2 separate regions of the Hordeum vulgare genome follow, and region 2 is linked to region 1. Evidence: chromatin contacts called from public Hi-C data. All regions are on one chromosome and are shown on one strand. The core of a region is the stretch at or near the end of the contact, and the rest is flanking DNA. Distances in the headings are between cores, read along the strand shown.

The links. Hi-C and Micro-C count contacts between places; a contact is called where the count stands out from the background.
Region 2: a contact with region 1 is called in a Hi-C map of seedling, with 4 times the contacts expected there. The contact joins the promoter of LOC123442181 here to the promoter of LOC123445529 in region 1. A contact is called at or near these places in 2 of 6 Hi-C or Micro-C datasets (leaf and seedling).

The regions. Positions count from the first base shown.
Region 1 is chr3H:597,549,081-597,554,454 of MorexV3_pseudomolecules_assembly, reverse strand. LOC123445529 (PH, RCC1 and FYVE domains-containing protein 1-like) reads left to right here and starts at 2,638. Exons shown (of 9, transcript XM_045122519.1): 1 at 2,638-2,722; 2 at 3,861-3,947; 3 at 4,034-4,123; 4 at 4,747-4,827; 5 at 4,935-5,129; 6 at 5,265-5,374. The coding sequence starts at 2,651.
Region 2 is chr3H:597,711,906-597,717,279 of MorexV3_pseudomolecules_assembly, reverse strand. LOC123442181 (F-box protein At3g54460) reads left to right here and starts at 2,006. Exons shown (of 8, transcript XM_045118250.1): 1 at 2,006-2,445; 2 at 3,116-5,374. The coding sequence starts at 2,006.

The DNA of each region.
Region 1 (5,374 bases), core at 1,389-3,888:
AAGGCGCCTATGGCTGGGAACCCTAGGGCGCGGGGGGCTCCTCCCACCGACTTGGGAGGCAAGCCACCCCCCTTGGCCGTCGTCGCCCCCTCTAGAGGGATATAGGGTGGCCGGCCCCTTCTTCTCTCCCCCCTATAAATATAGGAGGGGTGAGAGGGTTGGGACACACCTGAACCCTCTCCCCCTGGCGCATCCCTACTCCCCTACACCTCCTCCTCCGTACAGCTTGGCGAAGCCGTGCCGGAGAACCACAAACTCCACCGCCACCACGCTGTCATGCTGTCGGAGCTCTCCTCAACTTCTCCTCCCCCCTTGCTGGATCAAGAAGGAGGAGACGTCCCCGGGCTGTACGTGTGTTGAACGCGGATGCGCCGTTCGTTCGGTGCTTGGATCGGATCTTCCACGATTTGAATCGCCGCGAGTACGAATCCGTCAACCACGTTCTTTGCAACACTTCCGCTTAGCGATCTTCAACGATATGAAGATGATCTCCCTCTCTCTCATTGCTAGAATCTCCTAGATTGATCTTGGTGACACATAGGAAATTTTTGGAATTATTACTACGTTCCCCAACATGCCCTCCAACCACTCTTCTCTTTGTAGTTTTGTTCTAACCAGGAAATTATAGGCGGATCTAACAGAAAAATGTCCCTTGCTGTCTGGGTACCATGCCCAAAAATCTACCATATTTCGTGTGCACACTCGTATTCTGAGGATTGCATCCGCATCAGCAGGAAGAAACACCGACTGTACCAGTTCTATATTCCACATTGCAGCCGCTGGCAGGAGGAACTTGGAGACCTTAGCGGGAGGTTCATGGACAAGTGATACTATAGGCCTTGTCGTTGTTTCCTTTGGTATCCAATTATCACTCCAAATATCCGTTATTCGGCCATTCCCTATCATCCGAATAAGCCCTTGCTTCATCACATCTCTCCCCTCAATGATCGAACGACAAACCCGAGAGGGGTGAGACCCCAATTCTGCTTCAAGAATTGTTTTGTGTGGAGAGTATGATGGCTTTAAAATCCGCGCACTAAGAGACGCTGGTTCCTGCAAGATTCTCCATGCTTGCCTTGCCAATAAAGCCAAGTTGAACAATTCTAGGTCCCGGAACCATAGTCCTCTTAGTTGTTTTGGACGTACCATAACATCCCATGAGACCCACACCGGCTTCCGCTCGCCCTGTTTGCAACCCCACCATAATTTGTGTATGATGGACTTGATATGATCACACAAACTCCTCGGTAGCTTGAAACCAGACATCGGAAACACCGGGATCGCCGGGGCAACTGACTTAATAAGAACCTCCTTTCCACCTGCTGACAAGCATTTACTCGTCCATCCTTTGACTTTATCACACACACGGTCACTCAGATATTTGAAAGTGCCCTTCTTTGAGTGCCCCGCATCTGTCTGTCATCCCAAATACCTATCACTCAACGATTCATTAGGCACCTCCAAGAACCCCTTGACTGCTGACCGCACTATCTCGAGGGTCCCCTTACTGAAGAAAATTGATGATTTATCCTTATTAACTCTCTCTCCCGAGGCCCTGCAATATATGTATCCAATAGGTTTGATACCTCTTCTAGTCCACTGATACTCGTCGTGAAAAACAGCAGGCCGTCATCCACGAATAGAAGATGATTCACCAGCGGAGCCCATGGGCCACCTTAATGCCACATCATATTTGTGTTCACGGGCTGACCGAGCCCAAGAATCGAGTGGGGGGTCCAAGTGACTGGGACACTTATATTTGGCTTACTGGAAGATTAACTAGTACTCCCTCCGTCCCAAAATTATTGCCTTAACTTTGTCTAGAAATGGATGTATCTAAATACTAAAACTTGACTAGATACATTCATATTTAAACAAATCTAAAACAAGAATTTTGGAACGGAGGGAGTAAAATACTGGGTTTCATAACAGTAAAAGTAGAAATTGACTGGGCCGGGCCCGACTTAGCCCAACGTGGGCCCGCCCTTGTTTGTGTTTAGTTGGAGGACATGAAAAAAGAAACGGACTAGAAACGTACTATAGTCGGCTCCAATACTCTTTTAGAGAGAAAAGAGCAACAGGCAGGTGTGAGTCGAGCGACAGCATAGCTCCACGGCGCAGCAACCACTTGCGCCGGACCGCACGGTGCGAGCTAGCCGACGACGCACCAACCAGACTCAGACCCAGACCCAGACCCAGACCCAGACCCAACCAAATCATCAGCAGTCAGCCCGCCCCGACCCAAAAAGCCAACAGCCAAAAGCGAGTCCCAATTCCCAAACAAAAACAAAAACAAAAACAAAAACCAGATCGCCAATACTCCACTCATCCAAGACACAAAAGCTTAAATTCTTTTCTCTCTCTCTCTCTCTCCCCTGCTCCTCGGTTCCTCTTCTCGTCTGGTCGCGATCTCTGCCCCCGAACCCACCCCGCGCCTCGATCCGCCCCGCCTCCCCTCCCCTTCCCTCCCCTCCCCTCCCCTCCCCCGGGCGCGCGTCGCCCGGGAGCCCGCGGAGAGCGGCGGCCGGCGAGCCCGGCACCATTGGCGCGCGCCTCGCGGCCCGGGCCACCGGCGGCGCTTTGTTCGGCGGAGCCGCAGAGGCCCGGTCGCCGGGCGGGCCGCGCGCGATGGGCCGGGGCTGACGCGGCCATGTCGGACGCGTCGTCGGATCTCGGCGGCGCACGGGCGGGGCCGCCGCCCGTCGAGCGCGACCTCGAACAGGTGCGGACGATAATTAATCCCTCCAATGGCTCAATTCCGCACTTGTTTCCGTCTCTGCTTGTTCGCGGGCGGGCTGGGTGGGTGGGTGCAACCGATGACTGCGTGTGCTCCCGCTTGGGTTCCCGTCATGCGCGGGGCCTCGTCTCCTGCTTGCCGGCTTACCTGCCGCTCGCGTCTGGGCGGAATTCTCGGGGCTGGGTGCTGTTCTCGGGCGCTCCTGTCCTGCTGGGGCTGTCCTCCGTTCGGGATTGGAGCCCTGAGTGCCGATTCTGGTTTAGCGCCACTATCCGCGCTGGGAATTCGGGACACTCAGTTCATATCATTTTTTTTCTTGTGTGTGTGTGTGTGTGAAGTTGAGTGACTTCCCGAGGGGATTCAGTTCCGGTGTGCTGTGTGTGAAGTTGAGTGACTTCCGGAGGGGATTCAGTTCCGGTGTGCTGTGTGTGAAGTTGAGCTCGCGCTGGGTAAGTGCAGGGTAGATCGGGACGACGAGCAGCAGTCGGTGTAGTTTTACTCAGCGGCCACGTTGGCCTTGGGTACATACATCAACGCGTTTCCGGATGTGTAGGTTGCTGCTATGCATTCTGCTTCTGTAAATCCAGCTCCCCTGCTTCTTTTTAGATGATGAAGTCAAGACAGGAGAGCAAGTATTGCTGCTTAGTGCATGAAAACGTCAATCTGAAGAACCAGCGACCAGTTACACCTGTTAACTCAAATCAGTTACTGGGGTGCTGTGTGCCGTTCCATATACTCAGATAGTTTCTCGTCTTATGCCTTGCGTGTTTCATTCCTTCAGTTTAAGCTCTGTCTGTACTCAAGGCCATATGCTTTTGACATCAGCTTCTCAGGGTTACACATTCAAGGGGACATATATATACCCTTTTGTTGCTTCTGGTAACTGATGAGATATGAATTGGGAATTCCTTTATAATATTTGCAAAGGTCATATTCATTTCTAAAAACACTTCCATGACTTTGAAACATTTGATGGTTATGCCATGCTATTTTGCTTTCCCATTTGGCTTCTGAAAGTCTGATGTTCCTGATCAGTTTATTATATATTTATATAATTAATATATTGAAATGCCAGACGAGGTCTGATACAATCTTTCTCTTGGTTGATTCTGGCTTTTGGCAGGCTATCACTGCTCTTAAGAAAGGAGCCTACTTATTGAAATATGGGCGTAGAGGGAAGCCAAAATTTTGTCCATTTCGGCTATCCAATGTGAGATTATTTCCGCTCGGTAACTTCGTATTTCTGAAGTTCTTCCTGATTGTCTCACATGTAAGGAGTGTTCTTGGTTTCTGCAGGACGAGTCTGTATTGATATGGTTTTCAGGGAAAGAGGAGAAGCATCTAAGGTTGAGCCATGTGTCCCGGATAATGCCTGGCCAACGGACTGTAAGTTAATTATCCTAAAAGTGAAATTTCTAGAAGGGGATCCTATCAGTGTTTGTCAATATGATGAACTTCTTGACCTGACTTGCTGTTTGTGTGTGCTTACCAACTCTCTGTGATGCATATGTATGTGGTTTTTAGTCTGATACACAATTCACACACCTTGTAGAGAAACTTTTGTTTAATGAATGCAGTCATTACTGGGGAGTGGGGACAAACACTTGCATCGTCTTTTGCTTGCTCTGTGGTAAACTGATTTGCTACTCTGGATATTCTACAGCTAGACGAGTTAGGTGTCAGCTTGTATGAGTTAGATTTCTGCTTTATCAAACTTTTGAGGCCTGGCAGTACTCAGTTTTGCATTTGAATAAGTTTGATTAGTGCTGCATTTGCATGATTTGGCTCAATAGAGATTTTTTGGCATGAATTTAAAACTTTCATGGTACGATTGTTTAATCTTTGTGGCCTGGAAGTTACTTAGCATTTGCATGAATTCCTTGTCATGGTACGATTGTTTAATCTTTGTGGTGGGATACTCGATCTTGGTCGTTAAGTATCCCCCTTGTGTTGAAGTTGCTGTGCAATCTTACTAACTGGATCTCCATTCTTTCATTTCTGGAATCTAGGCAATATTTCAGAGATACCCACGACCTGAGAAGGAATGTCAGTCCTTTTCTCTAATTTCGCATGACAGGTCACTGGACATTGTAAGTTTGCCGGCCACATTCCACGTTTATTTCTGCCTGTTCTCTTCCTTTTGTGCTTATACAAGTGTCATGCTTACATGGTAATATAATTGACTCACTGCTGTCAGATATGTAAAGACAAGGATGAGGCAGAAGTGTGGTTTGCTGGGCTGAAAACATTGATTTCACGAAGTCATCAAAGAAAATGGAGAACCGGCTCAAGAAGTGATACCATTTCGTCTGCTGCAACTAGTCCAAGGATTTACACGCGACAGAGCTCTCCGTTAAGTTCTCCTTTCAGCAGCAGTGACAGTCTCCACAAGGTAGTATTTACTATCCATGTATGTGAATTTGAATGATATTTTCCCCCAAAATTCTATGAGATGATACTTCTTTTTCATCATGTTGATAATACCATTACATCATGAAGATGAGTTCTGATAGATGCTGTACAACAGGATTTCAATGAAAACTACCGGCTCCGTAGTCCATATGGGAGTCCACCAAAGAATGGCTTGGAGAAGGCCTTTTCTGATGTTGTGTTATATGCAGCTCCCCCCAGGAGCTT
Region 2 (5,374 bases), core at 757-3,256, 160 kb before region 1:
TCTTTCAAAAGTGAAAGTTTGGTGTTTCAACATGAAAAATAAACATTCTTGAACCTTCATATATTGAAGACGTCTAGATTTGGTTCCTCACCTCACTCAAAGAAGAATTTAAGTACACTATGATAGGTATTCTTACACATTACTACGTGATTAAAATACTACTAAAACAAAATAATAGAAATATATGTTCATGAATATTCTAGAGAAGTCCTAAAAAAATTATATGAATTCTAAATTACATAAAACCTAGAAACATGAAAGTAAAACCACAGTGCTACCTAGATTTTAGTTGTTTTTAATTTAAAAACCGTCAGAGTCGTAGTGCAACTTATAGAGTATGCATGCGTTTTTTGAGTCTTGTCCAAAACAACAACTCTAAAATTCTAGTGAAACTATGGGTTTTTCTTCTTTGTACTTACAAAACTTTTTGGCTTTACTTCCACGCGTGCAAAACCACAACGCGTAATTGTTATGACCAGGTTTAATCTATATCTAATAATAAAGGGGCTATTACTTCTGACGGTACGTCACGGAAATTGTCTCAAAGTTACAAAATTTTACACACGGGAATCTCTTACCTGGGCCGGTCCATGCAGTAGGGACAACCTATAATGCGCTCTGCGCGATGGCAGAACACGCAGCGCGCCCATGTCCGGTTGGCCTGTTTTTATTTTGCAATTTCTTTTTCTGCTTTCGGTTTATTATACGGGACTTCAAAAAGTCCTTAAAATTAAAAAAGGATAATTTTGAAACAAAAATATCTAATAATTCATAAAATGTTTGGGGATTAAAAAATGTTCACGATTTTGTAAAAGAATGTTTGCTTACATATGAAAATGTTTGAAATATCGAAAAAAAATCCATATATCAAAATATGTTCATGATTGTTTAAATAGTTCATGTATTAGAAATGTTAATGGAATTGAAACATATTTCGACAAGTAAAAAAATGTTCGTGAATTCAAAAATATTGTAAAAATCAACACCTGTTTGTGACTTACAGAAATATACGTAGTAGTTTATTCATTCATGAAATGTTCGCTGATTGAGAAAATGTCGATGAACTTCAAAAAATGTTCGTTAAATTATAAATATATTGCTAGATACAAAAAATGCTCGTAAATTTGAAATATTATTTATTACATCAAATAAATAGGTAAATAAAAAAGATCGTAATTTTTAAGAATTGGTCAACCAATTTGAAAAAAATTGTTCGTCGATTATAGAAATGTTCACTGATTCAAGAAAGCTTATAAATAATGATCAAAATTTTAGAAAAATGTTCACAATTTTATAAAATGTTAATGAATTCAAAAAATGTTCTTTATTTTGGATTTTCTTAAATTTATACACGTGTTCATGAATTTGAAAAAAAATCTCGATTTTAATTATGTGCACGAGTTTAAAATAATGTTCATGATTTCAGAAAATCAAGATTGATAGTGTGATGATGCAAAGTGTGGTCATGAACATTGAAGATTATGATGTTTTTTTCTTCCCTTGCAACCGCCTTTTGCTATACATAAAAAAACAGAACAAACCTAACGATTTAGACGCTGGAGGAACCGAATTGCCTGATTTAGTCTTAGAAGCCAGTGTGTCGAACCTACACTTTGACGATATATCTGATGAATCGAAAATGAAAATTTCCTTGTTCGGTAATACTAATACTGTAATAATAAAATCCCTGTGCCATCGGGCCCCGCAAACGTACCGTCCCCACCGGTCATAAGCACACGCCGGGCCACACGGGTACACCCGATCCACTCAAGACTCCGCCCCGCGTGGGTCTCCCGGTCGTTACGCCACGCCTCCCTCGTCTCCCCTCCCCTCCCCTGCCGCCGTTCCCTCTTCCACCTCCACCTCGCCGCCCCGCCCCCATCAGCCCGAAATTCCCGCGCGATCCGCCGCGGCGGCGACCCAATGGGAGACCACTAGAGCCCTAACCCTAGCAGCAGCCACCGCCCGCCCGCCCTAAACCAATTGACCCGCCGACTCGCCCGCCATGGCCGTGGTCGTGGCTGCGGGCGGCGGGGACGCCGCGCCCGCGCACCGGAGGCTGGGCGGGTACCTCCGCGCGGTGGTCTCCGTCCCGGCCGCCGACTCCAAATCCCTCCGCCCGCTCGCCCCCTGCCCGCTCTCCGCCTGCGCGCCGCTCCCCGACGACGCGACCGGCGGGCGCGCGGGCCTCGCCCCGCGGGGGCCGGCCAAGTGGCGGGCCACCGGCGGCGGGGGCACCAGCGTCGTGCGCCACCTGCGGGCCCTCGTCGCCGCGCGCTGCGTCGAGGTGGAGGGCAGGGTGCTCCGCGTCGTGACGCGGGACGCGGAGGAGGAGGCCAGGGCGGTGGTGCTCGTCGACGTGTACCTCCCCGTCGCCGCCTGGTCCGGCTGGCAGTTCCCGCGCTCGCGCTCCTCCGCGGCCGCCGCCGTCTTCAACCACCTCAGGTCAGTGCCGTCGTCCCCCCCTTCCTCTGCGTCTGTTTCCCCTGTCTCTGCCCGGTGGAATTTTAAATTGCCACTATCGATCGTCTGCTTCGGATCAACGCGTAGAGCCTGGCAGGCGGGATTCTGTCATTTTAGTGGGGATTTGTCGCGGTCACATGCTTCTCACGCCGGGAATTTAGTGCTGCCACTGTCGGTTCTCTGCATTTTGCGATCAATTTCTTTAGCACTGTTACTACCATTAGCTCCCTGCCTTGTGTAACTCGGGTTACTGCAACTGTGATCTGAGGAATCAAAAATTTGGTCCTCCTATGTTCTCTGCATTTGCTGCTTCGCAATACGTCAAATTTACTAGTACTGTACTTCCTAGTCAGTAATGCACTTGGCTTGCATCTCAAGTTGTGATGGAAGTTTTTGCAATTCAGGTGTTGATACATCACCATGATTTTACTCAAATTAATAAGAAGCTTGTGGGTTTGTCCCTGCAGAATTTCAAAAATTAGTGAAGGTAGCTTCCTTATTCCAGATGGTTACTGCATTTAAGTTTAGCTATCTTATCATGCACACGGTTGATCAGTACAGCAGCCCTTTGAGTAGGTTCGTTTTACTATTTCCAGCAATCCTCCTGTTGATGTCGCTTAACTCCTAGTCTAAGGCAATGTTCTTTTTGCAGTTGCAACTGGGATGCCAGGAATGCTTTACTTGCTTTTGATTGGACTTCTCATGACAATCCACATTCTGATGACCAGTATATTTGGAACTGCACCGACTGTCATGTCCTTGGCTGCGAGCTTCATCAGATACCATCTGTATCGAATAAGGACAAGTCATTTGACCTGCACGAAATCTTCAAAGTTCTCCCCAGTGTTAGGGTGGAGAAGGGGATGCAGATAACAACAATAGTACCAGATGTTATATCGGATGAAATAGGTATCTGGTCTATCCCTGATGATATATTGAGTAAGGTGCTGACTCGCCTTAAACCCGGGGATTTGATAAGAGTGGCGGCTACTTGTCATCACATAAGGACTCTTGCTGCCTCTATTATGCCTTGCATGAAGCTTAAGCTTTTTCCTCACCAAGAGGCGGCTGTCGAATGGATGTTGAGGCGAGAGCAAAACCCTGAGCCCTTAGCGCATCCTCTGTGCAAGAATTTCTGTACTGAGGATGGCTCTCCTTTCTTCATAAATGTTACCTCCGGTGAAATATTCACCGGGATTGCTCCAACCATAAACGATTTCTGCGGAGGCATGTTCTGTGATGAACCTGGATTAGGGAAGACAGTGACCGCATTGTCTCTTATTCTCAAAACGCATGGAACGTTAGCAGAACCTCCAAGAGGGGTGGATATAAAGTGGTGCACTCATAAACCAGATAAAAAGTATGGATACTATGAATTCAACACCGGCAACTGTTCAAACAGTTTGTCTGAATCAAAAAGACTCATGGGGAAGGATGTTGTTAAAGAAGATCCATGTTCAAGTGAGGTATCACATAATGGTGACTCTGTTCCCAGTACAAGGTCATCAAGAAAGAGAGGCAGGTTAGTAGACCCTGGTCTATCGACGATCAACATGCATGTTTCAAGTGAGAAGTCACCAGAATCATGCAATCCACATCCAACGCCAGCTACTCAAGTACTAAAGGTCACCAAAAACTTGAAAAGTGTTAGGAAAAACCTCATGAATGCTTACAGCAAAGATTCAGTTGGCAGTAAAAGGAAGAGAGGCACCGTGTCTGAGTTAAGTGAGACATGGGTTCAGTGTGATGGTTGCAGAAAGTGGCGGAGGTTATCAGATGGAACTGTTCTTGATTCTACCACGGCATGGTTTTGCAGTATGAATACCGATGCTGCACGGAAGACATGCACTGCTTCAGAGGAATCCTGGGATGTCAAGAGAAAGATAACCTATTTGCCAGGATTTTACAAGAAAGACGCGCTGCCAGGAAATGAGCAGAATGTATCATTTTTCACAAACATATTGAAAGATCATATTTCTTTGATCAACTCGGAAACCAAGAAGGCTTTATTGTGGTTGGCACAGCTTCCTCTCAGGAAACATCTCGAAATGGAATCAGTTGGTTTGACACGTCCAGTTCTAGATGCACGTGCAACCACAGGCAAGGGTGCCCGCCCATATTTCAAGTTATTTCAAGCTTTCGGTCTTGTGAGGAAGATTGAGAAAGGTGTAACTCGGTGGTATTATCCATCTATGCTTGATGATTTGGCCTTTGACTCGGCTGCACTTGGAATTGCTCTTGAAAACCCGCTGGATTTAGTGAGGTTATATTTATCTAGGGCGACCTTGATAGTTGTGCCTGCTAATTTAATTGATCACTGGACAACACAAATACAACGTCATGTCTCTTCGGATACACTTAATGTTTATGCATGGGGAGATCATAAAAGGCCGCCTGCTCACATCCTTGCTTGGGACTATGATATTGTCATAACCACATTTAGCAGATTAAGCGCAGAATGGGGACCAAATAAGAAGAGCGTTTTAAAGCAGATCCATTGGTTTAGGGTAATATTGGATGAAGGGCACACTTTAGGTTCCAGTCTCGCCCTGACAAACAAATTGCAGATGGCCGTTTCTTTGGTTGCTTCAAACAGGTGGATTTTAACTGGTACGCCTACACCGAACACACCAACTAGTCAGGTTGCTCATCTTCACCCCATGCTCAAGTTTCTTCATGAAGAAGCTTATGGTGAAAACTACCACTCATGGGAGTCTGGAATTCATAGGCCCTTTGAGGCTCAAATGGAAGAGGGGCGCATTCGTCTTGTGGAGCTACTTCGGAGGTCTATGATTAGTGCAAGAAAAGCAGATCTCAAAAACATCCCTCCTTGCATAAAACGAATAACATTCGTAGACTTTAGTGAGGGGCATGCAAAAAGTTACAATGAGCTGGTTGTTACTATTCGCCG